2 separate regions of the Gossypium hirsutum genome follow, and region 2 is linked to region 1. The links are chromatin contacts, called in public Hi-C maps. All regions are on one chromosome and are shown on one strand. Each heading gives the region's core, a stretch centred on a gene start, on an enhancer-like site or on the middle of the called end of the contact. The rest is flanking DNA. Distances are from core to core; before and after follow the strand shown. Region 1 holds the start of LOC107912928 (E3 ubiquitin-protein ligase DA2L). Region 2 holds the start of LOC107912931 (probable glutathione S-transferase).

Region 1 (2,700 bases), core at 148-2,647:
TCTTTAAAATTAGTAGCTAATCCTTTTTTATAATAAAAAAAATAGCTAATTCTTAAGATAAAAAATTAGATATACTCCAAAAGGAAAAATATAAAATAATTAAAAAATGAAAACATATAATACAAAAGATAAAGAAGGGAGAAGGCGATTGAAAAAGACGCGCGGGTAAGAGGGGGAGAGAAGTAAACAGTAAACTAAATTGGAGTGGTGTTGATTTGATCCTTTCCTCCTTTACTACTCCACCCTTTCCTTCTTTAATTCTCAAACTTAATCATCCCTTTCTTTTCTTTTCTTTTTTTTTTTCAAATTTAAATACATTTTTCTTCCAAATTAATCACTAATAAGTAGTTTTTTTTAAATAAATAATCCCCTTATAACAAGTTTTTTAATATTTCTTATGTATGTAGTAGTAATTTTACAAATAAATTTAAGGATGATTTTGTTGTTGTTTTGATGAATGCTCAATTTTTTTTATTAATTTTTACTCCGCGCTTTGGACCATCTGGACCTGATTTCCTTATTGTATTAAGTGCTTGCAATCACTCTAAATATGTTGTATATGAGTTGTAACAAGGTCAATTGTCAATGTATCATAATAATTTAAATATTATCCTTCAATAGATGACAAATATTTACTATTTTTTCTCTGAATTGTATGATTTCACTCATTAATGAATTAATGAATTAATTTTTCAAATAAATAAATAAATAATTAACCATAAAATATGTCGTATTTACAAAAATCAAATAGATCCCATGTCACACATTATAATTAAATAAAAAAATTACATTCATCACATAAAAATCCGATAGAATATTCAATATACTTATTCATTTTCATATAATTAACAAAAACTTGGATGATTTAGTGAATTAATAAAAAGAATAGATTAATTAATTTCAATTATCCCTTCGTTCCTTTCATTTTTTTAAAAAAAAATGTAATTTGTATGCATTCTTTCAGAAAAGTAGTTTAAAAGTTTTCCATGATAAATTAATTCAAATGAAAAGAAAAATGATCATTCACTTGGATTTGTATAATATTTTCATTTTAAAAAATAATTCAACAACTTAAATATTAATAAATAAAAAAGTAAAAAACTTAATGACTTTAATTTGTAAAAATTGAAAAATAAGAAAACCAAATATCATTAAATTGCTAAGACGTTAAAGAATTCAAATTCATACTAAAATAAAATAAATAAAAATAGAGAGTAATATACTAAAATTTTAAGTAGAAAATTTAAAATTAACAATTAACAATTAGAGCAATAAATAATATTGCAGTTATAGAAAACATCACTACAGTATTTTTTTTCTTTTTTGTAAAATAAAAATAATAACATTTTCTCGTATTTTGTTTGTCTTTATATCTACGAGTCTCCATCCAAACGCCGAAAGAAACCAAAAAATGAATAAGAAAAAAGAACAAATACGTGTATGCGAATTTTTATTTATGAAATAATATAAACAATTTACAACAAGAAATAAAAATAAAATTTCTTTCTTTCTTTCTTTTTCTGAGAGAAAGTTGAGATTGTGTTTCCATTCTCCTTGCCAAAGTCTTTCCCTTTCTTTCCTTTTCTTTCTTTTAAGCCCCTAAACTCGCTTCCGCCAATTCCCTTTCAGGTTTCAAGGTCAGTTTCTTTCTTCTCTCAATTTGCCCATAATTTAGTAAAGTTCTGTTTTTTCTTTTCGTTTGCTTCGATTTTCTTCTGTTCAAAAGCTTTGTCTTTTGGTTCGAATTTGTATTTTTCCTTGTAAGTGAATCTGTTTTTGCAATGATTTTACTTTGTTCTTTTTAGTCTTAATGTTTTTCTTTCTTTGGTTTAATTATAGGTATGGCCATGTTTCGGGAAGGATTACACTGGCCAATTCAGCTGTGAAAGTTGGACTTGGTAAGTTAAATTTCCTTTTGTAATTCAGAACTTAGCGTTTTCTTTTTAATCAAATTTTGGTTTCTATATTACATTTTGAAGCATGTTTAACTATTAATATATATGTTTAATTTCAAGGTTTTTTTTTTTATTGCACTTGCAGGATTCATGGGGCATGATTTTAGATAATGAACTATTGTTTGTTTGGATTAGAATTCAGTTTTAATGTAGTGTGTGTGTTTGATTATGTTGTAAAACTACGAATTATGGTTGTAGATTCTACGTGATTATTTGTTCATAATTGGTAATTTTTAGTAAACCAATTTACCAAAAACCAAATTTGCAGCTATTTTGATTGGTTTTTGTCTTGAAGAATTTGAAAAATAATCAAATATTGGGTCGAATTAGAGGAAGAAGAAGAAGGAAAGAGAACAGTTAGGGGATACAGTTTTGGGATATTCTTTTTGATGGGTAATAAGTTGGGAAGGCGGAGGCAAGTCGTCGATGAGAAGTATACACGCCCACAAGGGTTGTATGTTCATAAAGATGTGGATATTAAGAAACTAAGAAAGCTGATACTTGAATCGAAGCTTGCTCCTTGCTATCCTGGCGATGAAGAATGCTGTTCTGATCTTGAAGAATGCCCAATTTGCTTTTTGGTTTGTATTTATCTCATTGGCTTTCTTCTTATGCTTGCTAATTGCTATCCAATTGTAAATATCATGCTCTTTTTATCCTTTTGCTTTATCAGTCACTGCTTAGAATGAGCCCTTGTTTACTGGTTTTTATTGAATGTTAATTCATGTGTGGTTAGCTTTTAAAA
Region 2 (2,700 bases), core at 39-2,538, 270 kb before region 1:
TTCTTTCTTTGCATTTGCTTGTTCTTCTCCCTTTGTCTTCCATATTTTGCTCCCCAGGTCATATATCTGCACTTCACATTACAATATTGGAGAATTAGAGTTCTATTCAGTCAGTAATAATTTCCACATTTATTTTTAGTTTCATCTCTCCCTCAACATGAAAAACATATAATGACATGAATATGAATAATCATAGAACATCAAGAAAATGTTTTTGTTCTCCCTGCATAGCTAAAGAATTCAAACAGTAATCATGGTCATAAATTATCATCATTGATAATTAGATCTAGTTGTGGATAGTGAAAAAGTTGCAATAATTGCAACTAGAATAGGTTGAAAGTGAGTAAGCAAGCCAATATCATCTAGAATATTAAAATAATGGACTTAGTTGTGGATGAGCTGTAAGCATAACATTTGCAACCAATAAAATCAAGCTTTCTAAATTGGTTAAGTTCAACTTACACATTCAGAACAAATGAAAAATGGAAGTATCTCTATAGTTGTGTTAGTGTAACCCAATATCACTTATTGAAAAAATACTGTTCATCTCAATTTGAGTCCATTAGATTTCCTTCACTTATCCCAAATGTTTCAATCATAAGAGAAGGGTTGAGTTTAACCTATATAGTAGTGGTATAATAAAATCCTATAGATTAAGCAATTCCTGCCACTCTGTTGCCGTCCTATTTGCAGCCCAGAACCACCCCCCTCCCCAAAATGGAAACTAAATCAAAACATAATCTAAAATCAAGTCAGCCCATTGAACAATCATAGCAGAAACGTAGAGACTTAAACGAGTAAAAGAAAGCACCTTCTTGTCAACGAAATCAACCCAGAATCTGGCAACAGCTCTTTGATAAGGATCAGAAGGGATCAAAGGAGCTTTATCATGCCAGACCTCATCAATATACTGAACCTGAATGACAGACTCACAAACGGGTTTACCATTATGGATAAGAACAGGGATTTTCTTGTGAACAGGGTTCATCTGCAGCAACAAATCACTCTTGTTCCTCAAATCTTCTTCTCTGTACTCGTATGGTATCCCTTTCTCAGCCAAAGCAATCCTGGATCTCATCCCAAATGGACTTGGCCAGAAATCCAACAATACTAATTCCCCTGCCATTCTTGTAATCTAAACTATTCAAATACTCAAATCGATACTAAATTTATAATCTTGGGTTTCTTTTGGATTTTACTTGTTTTTCTCTGATTCTGAAGGGGGAGTCAGAGTATATTTATAGGAGGGTTGGTAGGTTTTTCTATGATATTTCTTTTATTCAATTTTTCTGTGACTTCAATGTTTTGAAGTAACTCATCTTTATTTATTTTAAAAATGAGAAATTAAAATAATTAATCATGAAATTCATATCTTTTTTAATTATACATAATTTTGATTAATATAACAATAAATATAATCTTTAATATTTACATATTTTATCATTTTGGCCTTAATTTTAAAAAGTTTAACATAATTTAGCCTCAGCATAAATAAATTTATTAAATTAAGACCAAATTGATAGAATATATAAACTTTGAAGGCTAAATGTATTATTATACTAATCAAAATAATGTACAATTAATAAAAAATTTAAAATTATAATTAATTATCTTTAATTGCTTATTTTTAAAATTAAAAAATATTAAATTACTCTAATTTTTTTTAAAGAAACCAATTTATTAAATTTCAAATTTGAAAAAATTTGAGAAGATTTTTTTGCCTAACTAACCTAAATAATGATCAAAATATGGTTTAGGTGAAAGAAAATTATTTAATACTATATTTATTGAAAAGGGAGTGGAATTTTTTTTAGTAAAATTTAATGTTTAAATTCATTGAATCACGAATTAAATCGAATTTTTAAATAAAAGGTAAAAAAATAAAAATATTTTTATAATAATACATTGTATTGTGTAATATATTTTAATAATTTTTTTATATAAATTGGAGTTTGGTTGACTGTATTATTAATTATATCATAAATTTAATACAAATTAAAAATTTTATCACACGACTTATATATGTGAAATTATTTATGACACTAGTTTAATCAATAACATTATTCATATATATATATATAATTTTAGAATTATAAATATATTTATAGAAGTTTCAAATGAAAACTAAAAAATAGGTTTAGTTTAAATGATAAATAAAAAAGTTTAATATGCATAGTGTCTTTTGGTTCAAATTTTACTACGAATAATTTTTTATTTATTTATAAAAAGATAAAAAATATTTTCATAGTTATATAATTTATTTTGTAAATAAAAATATTTTTGAGTAATTTCTTTTAACTCAGTTGATGAGTGAAATTAATTCAATAAAATAATTAATAAGTAGTATATATATATATTGGAAATCAATCAATAAAAGAAAAATAATATGTATCTCAAAAACTCTAAATTATGTGATTTCAGTCTAGGTTTATTTATAAGTTTTATTAGGGTGGGTTTGGTTAGATTAGGTTTATGTTAGTGACGAATTCAATGAGGTTAGTAAGGAATCCAGTTCTCAATGAAGTTTTTTTTATTTAGATTTTTAATATTTTAAATGAAATTTATAATATTTTAAATTAATAATTATAAAATTATATTTTAACTCTTTAAAAATAATAAAAATTTATTTTAATCTTTCAAAAATTATAAATATATAAAATATTAAAATAATAAATTTATATTTTTATTATTATAAAAGTT

The links. A called contact is a pair of places that touch in the nucleus more often than the background predicts.
Region 2: a Hi-C map of leaf shows a contact between it and region 1, with 2.4 times the contacts expected there. The contact joins the promoter of LOC107912931 here to the promoter of LOC107912928 in region 1. A contact is called at or near these places in 2 of 34 Hi-C or Micro-C datasets (both in leaf).

The regions. Positions count from the first base shown.
Region 1 is chrA13:98,640,242-98,642,941 of Gossypium_hirsutum_v2.1, reverse strand. It overlaps LOC107912928 (E3 ubiquitin-protein ligase DA2L), which reads left to right and starts at 1,397. Exons shown (of 10, transcript XM_016841318.2): 1 at 1,397-1,637; 2 at 1,840-1,898; 3 at 2,041-2,536. The coding sequence starts at 2,345.
Region 2 is chrA13:98,913,463-98,916,162 of Gossypium_hirsutum_v2.1, reverse strand. LOC107912931 (probable glutathione S-transferase) reads right to left here and starts at 1,288. Exons shown (of 2, transcript XM_016841321.2): 1 at 812-1,288; 2 at 1-66. The coding sequence starts at 1,126.